2 separate regions of the Macaca mulatta genome follow, and region 1 is linked to region 2. Evidence: chromatin contacts called from public Hi-C data. All regions are on one chromosome and are shown on one strand. The core of a region is the stretch at or near the end of the contact, and the rest is flanking DNA. Distances in the headings are between cores, read along the strand shown.

The links. Hi-C and Micro-C count contacts between places; a contact is called where the count stands out from the background.
Region 1: a contact with region 2 is called in a Hi-C map of fetal cortex germinal zone, with 2.8 times the contacts expected there. The contact joins the promoter of TBC1D7 here to the promoter of GFOD1 in region 2. A contact is called at or near these places in 3 of 14 Hi-C or Micro-C datasets (fetal cortex germinal zone, fetal cortical plate and fibroblasts).

The regions. Positions count from the first base shown.
Region 1 is chr4:169,786,316-169,791,331 of T2T-MMU8v2.0, reverse strand. It overlaps TBC1D7 (TBC1 domain family member 7), which reads right to left and starts at 2,146. Exons shown (of 7, transcript XM_015135574.3): 1 at 1,938-2,146; 2 at 441-560. The coding sequence starts at 552.
Region 2 is chr4:169,622,657-169,628,426 of T2T-MMU8v2.0, reverse strand. GFOD1 (Gfo/Idh/MocA-like oxidoreductase domain containing 1) reads right to left here and starts at 2,347. Exons shown (of 2, transcript NM_001266214.1): 1 at 1,979-2,347. The coding sequence starts at 2,231.

The sequences.
Region 1 (5,016 bases), core at 897-3,396, 160 kb before region 2:
GTGGCGCATGCCTGTAGTCCCAGCTACTTAGGAGGCTGAGGCAGGAGAATCGCTTGAACCCAGGAAGTGTAGGTTGCAGTGAGCCCAGATCGCACCACTGCACTACAGCCTGGGCAACAGAGTCAGACTCGGTCTCAAAAAAAAGAAGAAAAAAATCATGACCAGAGTTATTGCAAATTTACCTAGATAATACATATAGGTTCAATTAAAGAAAAAATATTAACGACTTTCTTAAGAAACCTTTCAAAAACTTCTGACCCTCAGTGAAATATAAATTTGAAAAATCTATAACTTTTCTCAAAATACACCATTCTGCTTCAACACATCACTAAAAAATACAACAAACAACCAATGCTTCTGGATGTCTTTTAAGAAAATACTTACTTAAGAACATGTGGAATGACTGAGAACCAATGAGATTAATTTTAAAAAGCACTCACCCAGACGGTCATCTTTTAGGAGAATTTCTAATGATTTCTTTTCTTCAACTCCACGAAACCCCACTTTCTCATAATATACTGAACGAAAGTTTCTCTGAGAGTCGTCAGTCATATTTCATTCTTGGAGGAGACACAGAAAGAGAGAGAGACGAAGGAGAAAAGTGAATGTAGAAACAATGAGTCAAGAATTAGAATAATTTTCAATGATGTTCTCCACCTTTTCAATAAATCTGATGTACCCTTGCATAGGACCCAATATTAAAGATTTCCTTTTACTCAGTTCTACAACCATCCACCTATGCATCTTGGCCAAAACCCAAGATATACGTTAAAAGTTCTCTGAGCTGCTAAAATACATGGCACAAGGTTTATGCACTAGGTTTCCCACTATACCTATGAATGCCTAGCACAATAGAACATTCTGTAGTTATTATAAATGTGCAAAGAAAAAAAAATAAGTGAAATGGAAGCCAGGCAAGATATGTCAAAAAAAACTATACTCCAACAGTATACACTATGATTTCATTGTTTTTTTACAAATTTCATGTATTTTAAAAATTAACACTCTATTCCAAAATGTTAGCAATGGTTATCTTTAGGTAGTAGGATTCCAGATGATTTTAATTTCCTTTCTTTAGCTTAGTTGTTTTTTTAAATGGGCATTTTGCAAAATGAAAAATTAAGTTATATAAAAGTAAAAAGCCACGAGTTCCTCACTTTTCTTTTAAACACAATTCTATTAAGTGTAACTATCAAAATTCAAAACTTACAACAGATAAATTGCATTAAATTATAAGGAGAAGAGAGTAAAGAATGTAGCCGATTGACAGTGATCCTAAAGTCAGAGTTGAAGCCAGAAAAACGATTTAAAATCTATCGCAAGAACTCAAAAAGTTCAGTGGTCTCAGGTTCCTTCATAGTAACCTTCATAATACTGGAGGTAACTCATCCAAAAAAAGACCAAGTTAGATTTGGCGTTTCAAGAACAGAAAAGATGTGATGCATTTCCCAAAAAAGCACGGCACTGCCTCACGCAAATGCTTCCAGGCTCTGTGCACAAGAGTAAATCTTCAGGTTTAAACATCCTGAGACGTCCCCAGTGAGCAGGGGAGGGCTTCCTTCCTTATTGAAAAGATATCCTCTGAACTGATCCAGTCACAGGAAAGATTAGGATTCGTTTAGTAAATGAAATGCTAAATGGCTCTGAGCTTTCGGGAGCAGATGTCTTAAAAATAAAAAAGTCAGCAGCATAAAACGCGTAATGAGTGTGGGGATTTATTTTTTTTTTAAGGCATCCAAACAGTTGCATGACGATTCGGTCGGTCCCTGTTGTCTAAGGACACCCATTCTTAGATTGCACTACAATGACAAAGGCATCCTCTAGGAGGAAACATTGCAAATAAAATCTCCTGCCCATGCGCGTCCACCTGATGGGAAAAGTAAAAACACCGTGGTCCAAGACCCCAGGTCCCATTCTCTCTCTGATGGATGCTTCACCTCTAGAAGTGGAAACACGCCCGGGTTGAGACTAAGTGGTCCGGAGAAGCAGAGGAAGCCGTGCCCTGTGCGCTGACTGACCGCCGGGCAGGCGGGCACCGTTGGAGCCCAGGGCCAGGAGGGGCGAGTCCTGCGGGAAGGAGGGAGATGGCGGGACACCTGGGACACCCGTGCGCGCCCCGACGGCCCGGGAGACAAAACTCAGCACCGCCGCCGCCGCCGCCGCCGGATGTGACATCAACTCCAGGTCGAGGGGCGGGCACTGGGCCGGCGCATGCGCAGAGGGCGCGCGCAGGAAGCTCCACCCTCACTCCGGGAAGCTCGGGGTTTCGTTGGTGAAACCCGACGGGATAAAGGGCTAGACTCGCCTCCAGGCTTGTGTAGTTTCTCCCACCCTAGGCACCCGGGCCCTTGCTACCCTGCAAAATCTCGCGACCATTTACTCCGGCCGTCCGAAGGCGCGTGCCTGGGTTGCACTGCCGTCTCCGGCCCTCGAGTTTCCTACCTAGGGGAGACCCGAGCCCTAGGGCCATACTTAAGCTGCCTGCGTGCAGGACCCGAGTTTTGCTTTTGCTAATTTCCTCCCCGCCCCGGGTGTGTGGGAATAAATGGAAGACCATCTGAACGAGAAGAGCAAAGGCGTCAGCCACTGTCCCTTGCCTTTGGGGAGGGACGCAAAGGCAGACAGAGGAGTGGGGACGCTTTAGGGTGGACAAAAGGGAAGGCTTTAGGTGTGCGCAGACCGGAGTCTGGAGGCAGCTCCCTAGAAGTGAAATATCCCAGGGATTGGTTAGGGGGCATAGTTGCCTTTCTCTGGTCGGTCCTAACTTGGAAGCAAGGACAAAAATTAAGAAAGCGATCAGTTATTAAGTCCTGGCCACTGGAGCCCAGTTGTTACAGAAGTTATTGTTCAGCTTCCTAGACTGTTGCTAGAGACGGCAATCTGGCTTCCTGCAAGTCTGATTTAGAGCAGGCAGGCTCCCTGGGTTGCTTATTGTAGATAACGGACTGGTTTTCCGGGCAGGTTGCTGCAGGTTGTGGATTAGAGGTCTGTTTTTATATTAGGTTTGGCCATTGTCTTAGTATATTCAGCCTCTCAGGTAAAATACTATAAAATGGGAGAAAAATGAAAGTTAAAAAAATATATATGTGCTAAATACAAGCTCCGATTTGTTATTAGTAGGTCTAACAGAACAAAGTTACTCTTTAAAGTAGCTACTAACGCTTACAAATGCTTGCTTTCTATTTCTGTGCTTGCCTCACTGGTCCACCGGCTGAGCAGCAGTGCCCAAGTAGGTTTTTAAACCGCCAGGGTTTGAGAGAAATCCCCAGTGATGGGTATCGTCCCTTTGAAAGTCCAAATCTCTACCAAATAAACCACACAGATGCCAAGCTTTAGAGGAAACTTAGGACTATCAACAGTGCAGAAGTCCGGTTATAGTGCAGACAAATGTGTGGTATAATGGCTAGACAGAACTTAAAAAAAGAAACGTGTGGTGGTTGAACTCAAACACTGATGCCTCTCCCCACCCCCTTACCACCACCATCTTTAGTTCCTCAGTACTGGGGTACTAAACCTTACTTGGGTAGTGTTCACATGAGTAAGCAGAGTTCTTCAAGTTACCTTACACAGGTTCCGTTTACTTGATCTAAACCTTGGGCCGGTCACTAACTTTTACAATTTCATTTTCTTGTCTTTAAATCATCACCAAGACTGGGCGCGGTGGCTCACGCCTGTAATCCCAGCACTTTGGGAGGCTGAGGCAGGCGGATCGCCTGAAGTCAGGAGCTCGAGACCAGCCTGGCCAACATGGTGAAACCCCATCTCTACTAAAAATACAAAATTAGCCGGGCGTGATGGTGCACACCTGTAATCCCAGCTACTCCGGAGGCTGAGTCAGGAGGATCACTTGAACCCAGGAGGCGGAGGTTGCAGTGAGCCGAGATGGCACCAGCCTGGGCAACAACAGTAAAATTCCGTCTCAAAAAATAATAATAGAATAAAATCATCACCAATAGTGGTGATTATATAGAAGGTGGGAAGGGTTAAATGAGAAAGTATGTAATGTACTTGGCATGGTGCCTGGCATGTGGCACAGTAGGGATATATGTGAATTGGCTGTGTCAAGATCAATTAAAAATACAAAGATGAGTCTCTAAATCATTTTATTTGGGAAAACAGAATTGCAGTTCAGGGCATACACACAGACTTGGGTGGTCTTCAGAAGAACAAAGAGATGGTTGGAGGTTTCATTAGAGAAATGTTATGTATTGCCTTGAAAGATAGCTCATTGACCCTAAGCAAAGTTTTTAGGAGCAGGCAAGCTCTAATTTGTGAGAGAAGGTGGTAAGTAAAACTAGTCTTAGAGTTTCAGCAGCTACTAGGTAAAACTGGTCTTCAGGTTATATAGCAGGTCACCTTGGCAGCTGGCTTTCAATATAATTCCTGGGCAGGCACTTTGTGCCCCAAATACTTTCTCTTCTCCCTCATTTCTGGACTCTAATTTATCTGGGTATGACAAGATAACTCCAATTCATATAATCAGTTTTCAAGGCTGCTATTCACTGAATGGTGACAGCAATATTGGTGCCTTCAACTGCCCTTCATTCTGTTTTTTGATGAGCTGCTAACAGAATATGTGGAAGCTTCCCTAAGAGATAACACCCTGAGACTTTGGTCAACTCTGCAGCCAGAATGAATCTAAAAATATCCCTCCTCTGCACAAAATCCTTCAGTGGCTCCCCATTTCTCTCACAGGAAAAACTGAAGTACTCACAACAGCCTAACAACACTTCTCATGGTCTACCTTCTCTTACCTCAATCTCAGCTACTATGAGTGACTGCCTTACCTTAGGACCTTCTCACATTCCCTGTGCCTGCAACACGTTACCCTCTGCTTGCCGCATGGGCCACTCACTTACCTCAGTTGTGATCAAATGTCCCCTCCCAGAGGCTACTCTCCCCACCCCACCTAAAATTGCAACACTTTACTCGAATCCCAATCCCCTGTATGCAGTTCTACCTTTTCCTTTTTCCACAGCACTGATCCTTTTTTTTTTTTTTTTTTTTTTTTTTTTT
Region 2 (5,770 bases), core at 1,098-3,597:
AAAGAAAAGTCACAGGGATATTTGAAAAATAAGAACAGAAGAAGTATCCAGAAATGTCTAATTTGTGTCACATCTCTTGAAACCAGAGCCCCCAGATACTTTCATGGCCAACTTCCCAGAGACAGCCAGAAAACAAGGTCATCCTTGTTCCCCAAATCGCCACCCTCCTGCTCTAGGTTTGCTCTGTGGGTCTGTACCCAGGACAGGAACCACCATCTCTATGGTGGAGAAACGAAGTTACAACATGGTCTTTCAGATATGACCAGTCCTAAGCTCTCCAGTATACCCAGGGCTCATGAGGGACCAGTTTTGTACAAACTGCACCAATAGAATTATACCACAAGATGGTTATAAAATATTTAATATGCAAATAGCCAATGTAAACCAGGGAGTTATCCACCCAATACACATGTTCCATCAAACAGAAAATAAATATTGGCCAGACTCAATGGCATTCAGTTCAAGGCCAAAGAAACAGGCCACAAAGGGCAGACACTTAATAAAATTAACTGACAATTAAAACTGACAATGTGAGCAGCCTCCTTAGGAATTCCATCAGATGTCGCATCTGAGTCAACAGCCAAATGGCCTGATAAAAATGCCTTTCTATGGAGAGTTTCTACATTCTGTTCAGAGCTCTTCGAAGGCAGAATTAAAACACATATATATATTTCACCCACCCTGAATCCACACCTATTTTTAAAAAATAAAACAGTCTTTCCAAGACTACATAACTTCCGGTTGGTTTCTGGATGGTCTCTGTTCCTTGGCAGTTCCTCCCTTCTAATCTGTTCTACTATTCGCTTCATCTGGTTATAAGCTTTGTTCTTGTTATAAGCTTTGTGTTTTCCTCACCAATAGAAACTTCAGCTTTCAAAGGTGAGCTGCTAATTTTCTTGGAATTGTAAGATCAAGCAAGCTTCCTGGGATTGTTTTAGGTTATATGTAAGAACTGATGATGAACAAAACATGCCCTTCTCTTTCCCCTGAGCATGGGCTAAGAGGTTGCTACTCTGTGCTCAGAGATTGTTCAGACTGCCTGGGAGTTGAGGGGAGCAGGGACCAGATGGTGAGGCACCCTGAACTCATCTCCGGCCCCCGCGGGTCAACACTGTGCCTTCAGAAACTATTCCTGAAGGCGATTAGCGAGGGCCTTTTCTGATGCAAAGCGTCCATGCCTCTGGAGCTACTGCGCCCATCCCCGTAAAAATTTAAAATCGATTACTCCAAACTGTGGCAGAAGACATTTCCCGGAAGGCTGCATTCAAAAGTTAAAACCCCTGGTTTTATCAAATCAGTCTTTACTAACCTATGACGCTTCTGAAAACATTCTAAATCATCACCCCCATCCAACCACTCCCATCATCCTTGCCTCCAGCGCAGACGAAATAATTCCAGCCGATGGTCACACCTCCAATGTCACGCTAAACTAACTCACAGTAGAAAGAAACAAACGACCCCAACAGGGCGCCACAGTTGCTGAAGGGCAGGTCCTCTGTCGAACCCAAGAACCCCGAGACACGTGTGCGGCCCTTTATTCAGGCGTTTCTGGGCGCGCACTCGCGTCTCCCAGGCGCGCGCGCGCACACACACACACACACTCACACACACACGTACACGACACACACAGCTGAGGACTAACTTTCCTCTTCTTGCGGAGCACCCCATCCCCTGATATCGGCATCTGATCTTCCTAGTTCGGATCCCCGGAACACACTCCTCCTCCAGCCTGCCAGCCACACACGTGGGGAAGCGCGTCCAAGTGGTGCCAGGAGGCAGGAGGGAAGTGCAAAGGTGGGGAAGGCCCGGGACAAGGAAGGAGGGAGCTCTGAGTCGGATCTGGGATCTCAGATCCCTGGGGCAGCGTAGATGCAGGGTAAGCTTCTGGGACACGGAAAGGGAAAGGCAGCGGGGAAGGAACCCAGGGAAGGTTAAAGGGCGGGTGTGGGACGGAGGATTCAGGGTAGGGGTCGCTCACCTAGGGTTTTGACAGCGATCTGTCTGGTGAGAGGCGGCGGCAGGTTAATGCACACCAAGTCCACGTCCTGATGTAGCAGCACCTCATCAATGCGGCTAGTGTAGAAGGGGACACTCATCTCCTTGGCCAGCTCCTCCGCTTCTTCCTGCGTGCGGCCCCACAGCGCCTTCACCGCGAAGCCCTCGTCTTTTAGCAGCGGGATGATGACACGGGCCGTGAGGCTGGTGCCGAACACGCCCACCCCGGGAAGCATGGCTGCTCAGAGCCGCCTGGTTCTGCTTCTACTCGGATCTCCAGTCCAACACGCGCACACACCCACCTCCAGCTAGTCCTGCACCCGGCTCCTGCAGCCAATCTAGCCGCTGTGCGCCAGCCGCCGTGCACCGGGCAAGGCGCCCGGGTGCCCAGCGCGCACCGAGCTGCAGGCGGAGCAAGCTCGGGGCGCCTCAGTACGGTGACTGCGGCAGTGTCCGCCACGCGGGGCTTGCGTCCTTCCCGGAGTCGGCGACAGGGACCCCCCCAGGGCGCCGGAGGCTTCGAAGCCCCCTGGAGCCCCGGCTCAGGCGGCGTTCGGGCGGCAGCGCCAGTCCGCTGCGTGCGCCCAGCCAAGGCCGCTCCATGGCCGGCTCATCCCCGCGGCCGCGCCGCCGCAGCCCGGGACCGTCTCTCTCCCGCGTCGTTTGCGCAGCCGGCGAATCGCACACACAAACGTCTACACCCTGCCCCAGAGTCTGGGCACGGACCCGCTCCGCTGGGGAGTCTCCTTTATCCCTCGCCCTCCGCTCGGAATGAAATAATCCCGCGACCGCCAGGAGGCCGGCTAAGGATGCGGCCCGGAGCGCGCCGGACGGGGATCTCAAGCTGCAGCGCTGCAGCGGCTGCCACGACCCGGCGCCAGCCTCCTCATTTTGCTGCCATGTTCGCTCGCCTCGCGGCTCGGGCGGCCTCGGCCCCAGGCCGGCTCAGGCTCCGGGATCCCGCGGGGACGAGGGCGGAGTTGGCGAGTTTGGCTGTCAGCGGCCGGTGTTCCTGCACCGCCCTCACCGCAGCGCCGCGCGCCATTGGCCGCCGCGCGCCGCCCCCGCCCCCGCCGCCGCCAGCTCCGGGTGCGCGCTGCGCCGGGGCCCTGGGAGCCCAGCCCGGCTCCTCCCCGGCCCCGCCTCGCTCGCCTCCTGCCCCTCCGCTTCTTCCCTTTCTTTGCCCTCACCATCTTCTTCTCCTCCCTGCTTCACTCCAAACCCCGCCCCAAGCAAGCAAATAAATCTATCTAGGCAGGGCGCGCCCCAATAGGTTAGTCGCCTGTCCCTTGGAAGAGAGCAGTGGGCGCCTTGGCCTGGGGGCAGTGAGGGGACCCGGCGAGGTGCGAACAGCCGGTATTAACAACCTCGGTCCCCGGAGCGTTACCTGCGTGCTGAGCATCATACTGAAGCCTTTCCAGGCATTGTCCCTTTTAGTCCTCGCAGCAACCTAAGGTTATTGGAAACCCATTTTACCAGTGATGTAAATGAGTCCCAGTGAAGGCTAAGGGACTTGCGCAAGGTGACATATGTAAGCAACAGGCCTGCGATTGGAATCCAGGCCCCAGAGTCTGGGCATGGAACCGCAGACTTCTCCGGTCCCCTTCCAAGCTAGCCTGCTCCAATCGCGCGCCCCCGCTCCGGCCGCGCACGCACGGTTCAGCCGCCTTCTTCCCAGACAGTCCAGTCTTGGCGGGCTCCCATCTGCCTCCCACCTCCCCTGCCCCTAGGCCCGTGCCCGCCGCCGCGTAGAGGCTGTGGTCTGGACTGCCGCAGCGGCGCAGGGGTCTCCGAGGCCGCTGCGGCGCGTGCGTCTCGTGTCTAGGTTTCGAGACGGATATGTCGCCCTGGCCAGATGCCACGCCCGCTTCTTGCTTCGGCTCCTGTTGCCATCGCCACTTCCAGCAGCCTTTACTTCTCCCAGCTTGCCCCCACCTCGACCCCCCTGCACCCTTGTCAGGCCCTTGAGGGGGGACTGAGGGGAACTGGCCAAGGCTGGCCCCGCACCTCTGGAGCCGTGGGGACTCTGCGTCTGTCTGGTTTTCCACCATATCCTTGGCACCTGGCACACTGCCTGCCTGTATGTAGTAGGCCCTCAATAAACATTTGCTAAATAAATGAATGCATATTCATCGAATGCCCGCTTCGCACCCATTTGATGCCGGGAGCGGGGACTAAAAATTGAAAGGCACGTCTTCTAGCTGAAGGTCTTTGGAGAGGTCATGGGTCAGGTCATGTTCATCTCCTGTCTTCAGCACTGGGCTCAATGTCTGCCGCAACACGAGTGGAAAACGTGATACTTGCAAGCGTTTAAAACAACTTGTAACAACTGGCAGTGAGGCGGGGCGCGCGTGGAGAGAGCAGGATATCAAAAAAGCTGTGTGTGGCAATGCGGAGTGGAGGCTGACCTAGGGCATTAGAAGAAACGCACAAAGGACACGGTGCTGGGTGGCTGGCAGCAGCCTGGGGAGGACTGAGAGACAAAGGGGGTGTTGACCTCAACACTAACAGGCTTCTTTTGAGCAGGGGTTTTGTAAGAACCAAGGCAGGAACGCCTATCTGGGCACAGGAGCAGGCAGTGGTGTCGGACCCAAGGGACTGGATACATCACAGACTTGTCACATGTCAGAGAAGGCCAGGCTCTCAGGGAGCCGAGGATGTGCAGTAGCGGTCAGAGCACAGCCAGAGCCACTGGCGTTGACTTCTGGCTCTGCCATTTATTAGCTGTAGGACCTTGAGCAAATCACTTCTCTGCAGCATAGTTTCATCTGTAAAATGGGTGGGTAATAATGGTACATACCACAAGGGGTTTTAGAGGATTGGATTCATTAACATTTACAAAGTCCTGAGAATAAGGCATGGTACATAGTAAGTTCTATATAAATGTTAAATAAATAAATATAGAAAATGGGTCTGCTACCGATGTCATTTCTTGATGAGAGAGAACCTTGTACAGTGCAGCAATATCTAGCTAATAAGATGGAGTTTTGTTTGTGTTCTTTTAAAGGGAACTCTACCCCTAGCTTGAATGTGAATAAAATGGACCTTCTAAGCCTGCAGTCGTGGCTCACACCTATAATCCCACTGACTGGGGAAGCCTAACCAGGGGTATCGCTTAAGCCAGAAGTTCTAGACCACCTTGGGCAACATAACAAGACCCCATTTCCTAAAAATTAAAACATTCATTGGGCATGGTGGTGTGTTATGTGTCCATAGTCCCAGCTACTCGGGAGACTGAGGTGGGGTTGAGCCCAGGAGTTTAAGGCTGCAGTGGGCCTAGCCTTGATCATGCCACTGCACTCCAGCCTCAGCGACAGAGAGAGACCTTGTCTCTAAAAAAGAAAGAAAATAAAAGAGAACTTCCATCTATATAACATCAAAGAAAGTGATCACATTTTATTCTCATTAAAATTTGTAAATAAACATTATTATCTCCATTTCATAGAAGGCAAAACTACGTCCTGCTAGCAAGTCCAACTTAAAGGTTTAAAACAGAACATTTCATTTCCAACCTTACTCTCAAGCCATTCCTCCCTCAACAAATAAAATCATCAGTTTACCAGTTGGTCAAAAGCCTTGGAATCATCTGGTCTTCATATCCTTTATAGTCAACCATCAGCAAATCCTGTCTGCTCCACTTGCAGAATGCATGCAGAGTCTGCCCACCTCTCCCTACCATGGTTGGGGAGTCCAAGTCACCATCATCACTATCAGGACCACTGTCCTTACTGGTCTCCCTGCTTCCAGTGATGCCCCTCATAGTCCATAGATCCCA